Regions from separate parts of the Ovis aries genome. Here regions 2 and 3 are each linked to region 1. The links are chromatin contacts, called in public Hi-C maps. All regions are on one chromosome and are shown on one strand. Each heading gives the region's core, a stretch centred on a gene start, on an enhancer-like site or on the middle of the called end of the contact. The rest is flanking DNA. Distances are from core to core; before and after follow the strand shown.

Evidence for each region. A called contact is a pair of places that touch in the nucleus more often than the background predicts.
Region 2: a contact with region 1 is called in a Hi-C map of tail adipose tissue, with 9 times the contacts expected there. The contact joins the promoter of TRAF5 here to the enhancer-like site in region 1. A contact is called at or near these places in 9 of 16 Hi-C or Micro-C datasets (blood, hypothalamus, liver and 4 more).
Region 3: a Hi-C map of liver shows a contact between it and region 1, with 4 times the contacts expected there. The contact joins two enhancer-like sites. A contact is called at or near these places in 3 of 16 Hi-C or Micro-C datasets (liver and tail adipose tissue).

Annotation. Positions count from the first base shown.
Region 1 is chr12:71,269,085-71,273,074 of ARS-UI_Ramb_v3.0, reverse strand. No RefSeq gene overlaps it. Among named protein-coding and RNA genes, the nearest start is that of NEK2, 17 kb to the right of the region's middle. Within about 2 kb of position 1,689, at least 11 of the 54 cell types and tissues checked have an H3K27ac peak or open chromatin away from gene starts, as enhancers often do. A contact at or near this core is called in liver and tail adipose tissue, where this site is marked.
Region 2 is chr12:71,523,009-71,526,998 of ARS-UI_Ramb_v3.0, reverse strand. It overlaps TRAF5 (TNF receptor associated factor 5), which reads left to right and starts at 2,124. Exons shown (of 10, transcript XM_060396218.1): 1 at 2,124-2,185.
Region 3 is chr12:71,408,067-71,412,056 of ARS-UI_Ramb_v3.0, reverse strand. No RefSeq gene overlaps it. Among named protein-coding and RNA genes, the nearest start is that of RD3, 31 kb to the left of the region's middle. Within about 2 kb of position 2,201, at least 1 of the 54 cell types and tissues checked has an H3K27ac peak or open chromatin away from gene starts, as enhancers often do. A contact at or near this core is called in liver, where this site is marked.

The sequences.
Region 1 (3,990 bases), core at 440-2,939:
CACACACCGCAGATCAGAGATCACACAGGAGGTTTAGAAGAAACACCTAACATCAAACCGTTTACAGCTACTTCTGGAAAGAGAGACAGAAGGTGACATCATGGATGAGGAAACATTGCTTTTTAATTTTTACTGTATGTATTTCCATATTGCTAGAATCTTTTTTTTTATTATTATTACTGTTTAAGTCTCCACTTTAAAGAAACACAAGTTAACAGTATGCTTTCAAAAAATTTGTTGGAAACCAATGATATAATTAAACTAGGAACTACTCATATAATTAAGAACTGCTCATATGCTCCAAAAACTCTAAGTCTTAAATGCAGTTTATCAAAGGGCTGAAAAGAGGAATAACCAAAAAACAAAAAACATTTTTTAAAGGATTAGGATATCATGAAAGAACAAAGACCAAATTCACAATTTACAAAAAGAAACCTAAATTAGATGAATTCCTCCATTAAAGGACAGACTTTTAAATGCAATTCCTTGGTTAAAGGACAAAAACTTTTAAACTGAGTTAAGGGAGGAAAAAAAAAAACACCTAATATATGCTGTTTATATGATACTTACTTAAAGCAAAACTGCAATAAAATCTATAAGCAAATATAACAAAAGTATTTTATGCCAGTGCAACTAACAGGAAACAATATTGAAATCAATTGTTGACAGTATGTTGATTGTGGACAATATCAGCATCAGACAAAGCTTATTTTTTACACAAACAGAACCTTTCTATTAACAAAGATATAATTCACAAAGCTGAAACTCTCATAAACCCCTAAGCGACAAATTACTATGTCAGTGTAATTGAGGGGCTTCTCTGATGGCACAGTGCCTGCAATGCAGGAGACACCAGAGACCCAGGTTGGATCCCTGGGTCAGGAAGATCCCCTGAAGGAAGAAATGGCAGCCCACTGCAGTATTCTTGCCTGGAGAATCCCATAGACAGAGGAGCCTGGCAAGCTACAGTCCACAGGGTCTCAAAAGTCGGACATGACTAAGTAACTAAGCACAGCACAAGCACGGAGTATTGAAGGGAAAGGTGTTGGAAACGGAAGAAACAGAAAGGCAATAAGTAGCAAAAGATTTTGACACATTTTGAGCTTTTAACAAATTAACAGGTAAGTAATAAGCAAGTACACAGTAAATACGTACCTCAAAATATATACATTATGTATCAAACAGGGTTCTTCAGAAAAAAAAACTAATCATCATGCCTTGCAAAAGAACATAGATTTATTTTCTTCTGTAATTCACGGAGCATTTCATGGGTCACAAATAAAGCTGTAAAGAAAACCCACGTTCTAAAATCTGGTCCCAATCGCTGAACAAAATGCAATTTTGTTTGGAGTTTTTACATTGATGCTATCACTTCGTAATTTAAGGACTTTAAAAAAAATGTATTGAATAAAATCAGCTGCTGTGAACACTTCTTGTGAACGTGGGCCTAAGGTTACAGGGCATCCAGTTGCATCCAGAGGGCCAGTGTGTTGTCTCCAGAGAAAGTCAGGGCAGGCGAGGAGAAAGGTTTGATTCCTGGCTGGGTGGCCGCAGGCAGGCAGGCAGTGACGGGCACCCTGAGACATCTAGACTCAGAAGCTCCAGCGGAGCCCCGGAACCGCGCCGTGGCTGTGGTGTCAGAAACGTTAGGAGAGGAGCCTTGGTCGAGTAAGCAAGAGTGCCCCTACCGGCCCTTCGCAATATCGTGTTGAACCCAGCATTGCAGACGTGGGAGCTTCCCAGGCTACTGACCTCTGCCCTTCCAAGGTGGAGTGAGCTGAGGTTACCGGAAGGCAGGCCCTCACACGCCCATGGATTCCATCAGCTTTCATCACCCTCCTCACTGTGAAATCTGTCCATCCACTACGGATCCCTATTTTCCCAGCCACCAAGTCCAGGGAACGATAATCCTTCCTGTTGGAATAAAGACGTTCTCTCTATTCTTTCCTCATCAGCTGCCTTGTACTATCTTTGGCTTTCATCCTCAGTTCATTCTGGGAGGGCAGCCCCCCGGGGTCTTTGAGGAAAATGGGCTTTATTTTGCAAGGAAGGTCGATTGGAAACAAAATATCTCCAAGGAGTTCAGGCCTGAATAAGGTGGCCCTGGAGAAGATGCTGAGGAAAGAGCAGGGAGGCGTGGGGTCCTCCTGGGCTCACTTGAAAACCCCTCGTGGATCCTCCCCACCCCCACCGCATCAGTAACCGGTCTTTCTCAGCCCACAGTTCCGGAAGGCCCCTGGGCCAGAACCCTGCTGGCTCTGGGTCCACCCTTCCTTAGTCATTCAAATATTTTGAGTAAGGTTATGGATTATCACCCTTATCTCATCATTAGGGGAAACTAGATGGTCTGGGAGCAAAGCTAACCTCTTGTGGAGGCAAGCAGTAGAGGGTTGTAGTCAAGAGAACCACTTCGGAGTTAAAAACATCATTTCAGAAAGCAGCTGTGCTTCTTCCCAGCTGTGATCTCTGCGCTTCAGTTCCTCCGTGTAACATGTGACACTAATGATGTGAACTCCTCACGGGGCGTTGCGAGGACTGAATGAAATAATGAGAACAAGGCATTTAACCAAGGCCCACGAGTGATTTCTCTATAACAAACCAGTTGCATGGGGCCGTACGGAAAGGGTGCGCTGCTGGTATAACAGCTCCATGGCGCCACCTTGTGGTAGGTGTCTCTCAGAGCAGTAGGTTGCTGCTGCTGCTGCTGCTGCTGCTGCTAAGTCACTTCAGTCGTGTCCGACTCTGTGTGACCCCATAGACGGCAGCTACCAGGCTCCCCAGTCCCTGGGATTCTCCAGGCAAGAACACTGGATTGGGTTGCCATTTCCTTCTCCAATGCATGAAAGTGAAAAGTGAAAGTGAAGTCGCTCAGTCGTGTCCGATTCTTAGCGACCCCATGGACTGCAGCCTACCAGGCTCCTCCATCCATGGAATTTTCCAAGCAAAGTACTGGAGTGGGGTGCCATTGCCTTCTCCGGAGCAGTAGGTTGGTCTTTCTCAAAACCAGAGCCTCTTTTTCAAATGACGAGAAGCAGGTTGTGCTTGGTGAAACTCATCATTGTGTAAACATTCAAAGTCTGTAATGGTAAGTACTGTATTGATGTCACCTTAGAAAGATTTTAGAAAGCGATGCTGGAGAAGCACCATTTGGGAGGACTCTGCCCTCTCCGTTATCAAACAAGAAAGTGACAAGTGTTAGTCGCTCAGTTGCCTCTGACTCTTTGCCACCCCATGGACTGTAGTCTGCCAGGCTCCTCTGTCCATGGGATTTTCCAGGCAAGAATAATGGAGTGGGTTGCCATGCCCTCCTCTAGGGGATCTTCCCGACCCAGGGGTTGAAGCTGGGTCTCTTACATTGTGGACAGATTCTTTACCATCTGAGCCGTCAGAGAAGCCCCTACATGCTGGAGAAACATCATTGGGGAGGACTCGCCTTCTCCACCACCAAAGAGATCCTCTTCTTAGATTAGTACATCATCATCGCCCAAATACCCTAGATGTCCCCAGCTTTAGGGGTGGAGATGCATAAGCAAATAAAGACATCTCAGTTCCCAAGCCTCTGCCTGCTTTCAAGTCCTGCCTGATCTCATCTCCCAGCCACATTCAACTTACCCCTCCTCTACGGCATCTCTTCCCCGACCCCGCACCCCACTCAAACCTTTCTGATTCCCCCTCCACCCCACTTCAAACCTAACTTCTGCAGCACTAATTAACCACCTCTTCTGTGACTGCACCCCCATTTCCTCCACCCCTTTCCTGCTTCAGTTCCTCTCCATAGCACTCAGCACTAACTCCCCCACGTGTTTCTTCTCTGTTTACTCTCTTGCCCCATTTGAATGGCACCTCCCTGAGAGCAGGGATTTCAGTCTTCCATGCTGTACCTTCAGCACCTTCTGGGACTTCCCTGGTGGCTCCGATGGTAAAGCGACTGCCTGTAATGCGGGAGACCCAGGTTCGATCCCTGGGTCGGGAAGATCCCCTGGAGAAGGA
Region 2 (3,990 bases), core at 875-3,374, 250 kb before region 1:
GCAAAGTGTTCAAGAGATGAGCTTTTCAAACTGTAAAATAGGGCTGATGATTAAATGGGTAAATAAAGATAAAATACTGAGCACAGTACCTGGTCTATAATAAAACTTAATATGAGCTATCATCTTCTAATGTTTGAGTGTGTTTCTACTATTTAGTGTGTATTTATGTCCTTTTCTTCCCATCCATCTTCAAGGTCCTTGAGGAGAGAGATAATGTCTCCTTCATCAGCTAGGTCCCAGGATTGGTTTTCTCACTTCTCCCAGACACCTTGCCCAGGGCTATGTGATCAACAAGGGGAAGTGGGAACATGTCCTTGAGTTTTGACTACCATCTATCTGAAATTCCTCTATCTTCCCACTGAGACTCCCAGCCCTGGAGTTATGTGGACTCCCCTTCCCACCACTAAAAGATTCACTTTCTATCCCAGAGTCTGATCTCATCATATTTAAAGCTTGGATATCATTCTTGAGACAAATAGGCTGCTTTATTCCATTGATGGGCAAGAGGGATGGAGGGAGACAATTGAATCATATTTAGTAACAGTACCAGGGCCCTAAGCATACCTGCATATATGCATTCAAGACACTGTGTTTTTAGCCAGTGAAAGGAGATATAAGCTTACAAAAGCATATTGATTTGTAAGCATCCTGGGGAGTGTGGGGGTGAAGGGTGTACCATGAGAAAGGAGGTGCGTGAAGGCAGGCATAAGTGAAGATGACCACAGGCCCTATCTATCCATGAAATCGTTAATCTGACTTGCCAACCAAAAGGTTTGAATCTGGATTTCTGGCTCTTGTTGAAAAAGAAGCAATCAGATAAGGACAGGCTGGCAGGGAGCCTGGCTGCTCCTCTAGACTCCACACATGGTCTTCAGTGCAGCGATGGTGTCCCCTCCCCTTCCCCCTGACTACAACTTTCACCTCTCTCCTGTGTGTTTTCTGCCTGGCTCCTGTGCATATCTGAATAGTGCCTGTTATTATTAACCCTCTTTGGTGAATAATTGAAGCTCAGGCAGTTGAGTAAATTTCCCAAGGTTGCCTAACTGAAAGTGAAGGAACTAGAATCGGAATTAGGGCCCATTATATTCTAAAATCCATGATCTTCATGCTCCATCAACCTTCACAGAGGAGATTTATGTGGAACACAAATATCAGTTAGAACATATACTCGGGGAGAGAAGTGGTGTAAGAGTCTGACACTGGGGAGTAGGGAGACGGGACTGAGGAGGAAGCTCTGGCGCTTGCTGGGTGCTACACCGCGGGCATATCACCTCATGTCGCCTCTCTGGCATCGGATGGGTCATGTGTAACATGAGCATGCCCAGGCCTACTTCACAAAGTTTCTAAGATCACAGGAGACGTCTGGAGAGTCCTAGGTACAATGGCAAGCCCTACAACTCTAAGGGATTGCTGGGCCAGCAAGGAGGGGGCTGGCAAATTGGTCCTGTTGTAAAGGAAGGTCAGGAGGGCTAGATTTGAACCAGACCTCTGGTGGCTGAGATGTTAAAGAATCAGCCTGCAATGCAGGAGACCCGGGTTTGATCCCTAGGCTGGGAAGATTCCCTTGGAGAAGGGAATGGCAACCCACTCCAGTATTCTTGCCTGGAAAATCCCACGGACAGAGGAGCCTGGCAGGCTAAAGTCTGTGGGGTCCCAAAGAGTGGGACAAGACTGAGCGACTAACACACTTTCACGAAGGGAAAGGAAAGAGAAGTCAGTCGTGTCCGACTCTTTGCGACCCCATGGGCTGTAGCCTGGAATTTTCCAGGCAAGAGTACCGGAGTGGATTGCCATTGCGTCAAAATACGAAAGGACTGGTTGAGCTTAGTTGTCCCTGATTGAAGGGTTAAGACGAGTACAGTTCAAATGCAGCCAGGGAAATCAGAGATGACTTCCTTGTAGACACTCAAGATTCGAGGGAGGGTCGGCTAGGTTTCCAACTGGCCGGTTTTCTCCCAGTCTCTCAGCACCCCGCCCAGCACCTGCCTGCGGTCCGCCCTCCCTGGGGGCCCGGCGCCCCCGCCCGCGCTCGCTCCTGGGCCCCCCAGGCCCCGCCTCTCCGGGGCCCGGGCCCGCCCCCCTTCCTCGGCGGGCGGGGCCCCGCAGCTGGGAGCCGAGCCCCTGCTTCGCAGCCGCTGCCTTGGAGCAGCCAGGCGCCCTCCGAGCGCCCGCGCGCCGAGCCCAGGTGAGTCCCGGTGGGTCGCCGCGTTGGGCCTGAGGGAGCACACCGAGCACCGCTTCTCAGCGCGTCGCGATGACTTTGAAACCGAAAACACATCGGCGGCAGGAGTCCGGCAGCTGCCTCCCCGCAGCCCGGCCCCCGCTCGCGCCCGGCGAGTCCCCGACGGCCGCGGCGGGTGCACGCGAGGAGGCCCAGGGGCCCGGACCCCGGGTCGGGAGAAGCCGGCGGGGCAGGTGGCCCCTGATGCGGGCGAGTGGGTGCGGTGTGTATTGGGTGGGGGGCGGTTGGGTTCCGCGGCCCGGAACGAGTTTTCTGAGCAGAGAAGGGGTATTCCGAGGATGGAGACTGGGGGTCCCGAGCTGGGGAGCGCCTCCAGGGCGAGGGTGTCCACTCCGCGGACCAGAGGCAGGTCGGGGTGCAACGGGCCGGGGAAGGACTTTAGGCGTGCCTGGCACGCGTGCCTGCAAACCCTTGTCTTCCCGCATGGCGCCGTGAGGCATCCGCTCTTTCCACTTTTGCAGGACCTTCCAGCCAGAATATTTTAGAATGAAGCTTAAATACTGGCATGCGTGGAACCTCAGGGGAGCCGTTCGATTGGGCGTGCTCATTTAGAACCACCCTCACCCCCAGCCAAGGAGAGCTCGAAGGGGTCTTGCAGGAAACCAAGACTCAGGTAGGAACGAGTTGCCCAGGGAACACCCAGAGAATTCGTGGAAACTGGGTTCTCCACAGCAGATGGCCTCGCCCTTGTTACTGCTCTGCAGGGTTTTGGCACTTCTGAGAATTCTCAGTGAATTCTGGGGCCGCTGCTCTTGCTACTAACCCCCCAGGGTGTCTCCTCTGACTCTCTGGGCTGTTTCTGCCCCCTCCTGCAGAGTTTCCATATTTGGCTATTTCAGATTTACTTTCATCAGAAGTCAGTTACCTCGCAGTGACGGTACCCAGGACTGCTAAGCGCTCGCGGTGGGGTTGGTGAAACGAGGCGTGGCTCCCAGCCGGGACTGTCCCCTGCGCACCCCACCCTCCACAGCCCCGGGCTCTGACCCGTGTCCCTTCCGGACAGGCCTCTAGTAACCAACTGAATTCAGTAAATATTTATTGGGCACCAGTGCTGGGTGAGAAGTGGGGAAGGGCCAATGGAATACATTCCTTCTTTCAGAGATACTTGCATTTTGAAAGGAGACATAAAATGAAAAGAAATTGGTTGAAGTGCTTCTGGGTATAGAACAGTTCTGGGGAGCGGGGGTGAGATAATTTTAGGCAGGGAAAGCCTGGGCTAGAACCTCTCAAATGGAGCATGCAGCTGCCTGCCTTGCCTTCCCCGCCTTCCCCACAGACAGCTGCAGACAGGGCTGTTAGCGCGATTGATGGTTTGGATGAAAACCTTATCATCTGAACACTCTCACCTCCAACTTCAATTTGAACAAGGGAGACAGACGTTGCTGCAGAAGAGATGAAGGTGCATTGGAGGCAGAAAATGTCCAACCTTTATTTATCAAGGTTGTTGTTGTTGCTGTTTTGGTTCTTGTTTTGGACTCGGTGGAATGGGCTGACCCTCAGATGCTGGAATCTCTCTCTCCCTGGGTTCTGGACACTGGGAGAAGAAAGCCTTCTGTCTGAGCCAAACTGCGGAAGCCCTGCCAGAGGGATGGTGGTGGAGGGGGAGACTTTCTCCGGTCCTCTGGGCTGAGGTCTGAGGACAAGCAGGGTTTCCACTGATCCGCAAGCATCATCCACCCGGCCTGGGTGGCAGAGTAGTGGAAAAACTATGGAAAGGCGATGGGGTCCCATTCGCTGGAAGTACTTGC
Region 3 (3,990 bases), core at 952-3,451, 140 kb before region 1:
GAGTAAATTCTGGGAGTTGGTGATGAACTGGGAGGCCTGGTGTGCTGCAGTCTATGGGGTCGCAAAGAGTTGGACACGACTGAGCAACTGAACTGAACTCAACTGAAATTGTAAATATTTCAGTGCCTCCTGTGTGCCAGGCACTGAAATATTTACATGCTCGGGATGTGATGAGCAAAACCAGACATAATCTCTCTTCTTGTGGAGCTTATCAGAGGGTGAGGGAAAGCCATTCATCAAATACTTGCCAAACAAGTGCCACATTTGGGCTGTGAGCACTGCTCTAAGTGCGTACCTTGAGAGGACTGGACCCCTCAGGGAGGCTTTCCTGAGAAAGCAGGCTTTGGGCTGGAAGGTGTTGACAGGCCAAGGGAGGGAGGCGAGAGTTTCACAAGAAGGAACAGCACAGGATGGGTGTCGTAGCTGGAGAGAGTGCAGCGAGTGTGTGTGAAGGTCAGCGTGGCCGGCTGCAGTGGAGGGAGCGGAGGGTGTGTCACGTGATACAGAGTAGGTAGCAGAAAGAAGTCAGAGCCAGGTGGCATGGGACCCTGAAAATCACATCAAGAAGCTTTATCTTTAAGAACCAAGGGAAGTTCCTGGAGTTTTCCAGAGCAGGTGTGTGTGACATGAGTAGGTCTGTCTGTGTTCTGTGAAAGGCCGTGTGATAGCCTGGTGAGGATGAGATCGGGCAAGTCCAAAATGGGCTCAGGTGTAGCAGATAGACGGCTGTTGCAATCGTCAAGTAGCGAAAGGTCAGGGTGCTAGGGTAATGCCAAAGGAAATGGGTAAAGAGGGGAGACCGGAGCAGTATTTCTTTAATATTCATTAATAAGTGTTTTTGAATATTTATTAATTAATATTCATGTGGCCACGTTGGGTCTTAGTCGCAGCACACAGGAGCTTCCTTGCATCCTGCGGGATCTTTCATTGTCTTCTAGCACAGACTCTAGCTGAGGCACCCGAGCTCAGTAGTTACGGCATGTGGGTTTAGTTTCTCTGCACAGCACGTAGGATCTTAGTTCCCCGACTGGGTATCAAACCCACATAACCTGCAATGGAAGGCGGATTCTCAATGACTGGACCACCACAGAAGTCGCTGGAGAAGGATTTAGGAAGTAACATCAGCAGAACTTGATAACTAAATACAGAGGTTGAGAGAGAGAGAGAGAGAGAGAGAGAGAGAGAGAGAGAGAGAGAGAGAGAGAGAGTGTGTGTGTGTGTGTGTGTGTGTGTGTGTGTGTGTGTCCCAAGGGAGATTCCTGGGTTTCATCCTGGCTGGCTCAGCTAGGCAGGTAGAGCTACCAGTCAGCGAGCCAGGAAGCGCTGTAAGAAAAGCTGGCTGGGAAGAAACTTAAGTGCTCAGTCTTAGACACCTCGAGCTGGAGGAACATTTGACACGTCCCGAAAGAGATGTCAAGCAGGCAGCTGGATGTCTCAGTCAGGAACTCAGAGACTGTGCGGTGTCATTTGCAGGCTGTGCGCACTGGCCCATCAGAACAACCAGCTGGGGTGGCTTCTGATCCTACTCATTGTGCTTCAGGGATCAAACCGCTGACCCCTCTGGGACCCAGGGTCAAGTGTTTGATGAGGCTGGACCAAAGCTTCTGTGCTTGGAGATGAAGTATTTCCCAAATATCCCAGAATCCTCCTCACCTCACTCCCCCTTACCCCCCGACCAAAGCCAGAGAAAGAAGCTTCCCAGTTTGGGGAGAGTTCTTGGTTCTGTTAGGTTGGCCACTGGGATGTTCTCGTTGTGACCCTGGCTGTCCCCTCCCTGGTCAGATCATAGACCATCCTAAGCATTCCAGATTCATATTCTTCCGTGAAAAACCCCAGCCCACCCCACCCCCCACCCCATCCTTGTTAGAGTGGAAGCATGATGAGCTGCCTTGGCCCATGGTGAGGCAGATTCAGTGAGGAATGTTAAGGTCAAAGGTGTGAACTGGAAACAAAGATACTTCTTGCCACTGACCCTCCAGGGCACTGTTCCCAAGATTTCCTCTATCTTCCTTGTCCCTGGCTTGCCCTCCCCTGAACTCTTTTCTTTCTGAACTCTTACCAAAAATGTGTTGCTGGACGTCCATGCTGTTTGCTTATTTCACAAATCGCCCAGTTCTTGGTGATGTCCCAGGTTCTACTGACCTTGCTTGACCAGAGTAGCCCATGGAATCATGCCTTCCTGGAATGCTTTGATACCCAGCTCCCTCTCCTGGGTCCTGGCTAAGGGCTAAAAACCACTCAGGGCTCATTATTAATGTCTACTACTTAGACACTGGAGAGGTGAAATGAAAGAAACCCAACCCTGGCCCCGGAGAAACTTCCCTGTCAGTGGTTTTGAAGTGTGATCCGGACTATTTTTCCCTAAATTCATTACCAACATTTTCACCATATTGAAATCTCTTTTCCATTCACACACTTAAGTTTTAAGTTTGTCCCCCCAAATCATAGATACAGCGGTTATCATTAATGAAGTCTTATTACGTACCAATGTTAGTGCCAAGCTCTTCATATCCCTTTATTTCATTTAATCTTCAAAACAAGGGATGTGTGGACACAGGGGGAAGGAGAGGGTAGGGAGATTGGGAGACTGGCACCAACATATATATACTACCATGTGTAAAATAGATAGCTAGTGGGAAGCTCCCACAGGGAGCTCAGCTCTTATTACTGCGTAATTAGGTTAGAAATCAATATCTGAAGATATTTTAAAATAACCCATATGTTTTCAAGTGCAGTGTGACATTTACCAAGATAAACCCAGCTTTGGCAACTATCAGCTACAATATAAGTACATTAATAACATAATGAAAGTGAATCTCTAGCTGGGTGCTCTGGTACCCTTCAAGTTAAAGGCCTAAAGCAGGAGTCAATGAAGCCATCAGTAAGTAGATAGATATTTAGATTTTTCACATATGTTTGAATATCTTCCTTTAGACCAGAGAGCCTAGATCTGTGCCAACACTTGCATTTGTCAGTGACCTTTATTAAAGGTAAAAGGTTTTTTAGCAAACAGTGAAGCAACACTTTTGAGAAGAGTAAACTGAAGCAAAGTTCATTATTTTCTAAATTTATTTTCCTGCTGAGAACTTTGGGTGTTGGCAGGGCTGTATTCAAAGGATCGATCCCAGCCCTTCAGATCCAAGCAAACCCTCCTTTCTATACACCCATTTCATCCCAGGCTCCCCTTCTGTCATCCTCAGCAACCATGGATAGCAACCATGTCAGACTTTCCCTCACTTCGGGGTCTTTATCCTTGCTCTTCTCTCAGCTTGAATCTCCTTTCCCCTTCCTCTTCACCTGGTTAAGTTTTACTCATCCTTCAAATTTTAGACAGCCTTCACTAGTGCCCCCTGGCACACCCCCACACACCTCCCTGCATGCACCACCTGGGGTCAGTGACTCTCTCTGTGTCCCTGTGACACCAGACATGTGACACAGCAGGACTGCTGTTATCCCACCCTCCACCTCCCCAGACTCCCTGTCTGTCAGCAACAAGCACAGAGCGTGGCCCCCGGTAGGTATTAGCAAATAACACAGTGGTCCATTGCTTAAACACCTTAGCAGATAGTTGTATGTTGAAAAAGAATCAATCAGTCGACCTAAGAGAGAAATGGAAAATTTTATGTGAGCCAAACTTGAAGGTTACAACTTGGGAAGAGCATCTCAGAAAGCTCTGAGAGCTGTTCCATCCATTAAAAGTCAAGGCATCGTTGCTGCTGCTGCTGCTAAGTCGCTTCAGTCATGTCCGACTCTGTGTGACCCCATAGACGGCAGCCCACCAGGCTCCCCCATCCCTGGGATTCCCCAGGCAAGAACACTGGAGTGGGTTGCCATTTCCTTCTCCAATTCGTGAAAGTGAAGTCTCTCAGTCATGTCCAACTCTTCGTGACCCCATGGACTGCAGCCTACCAGGCTCCTCCATCCATGAGATTTTCCAGGCAAGAGTACTGGAGTGGGGTGCCATCTCCCACAGATGGCTGTACATCCAGT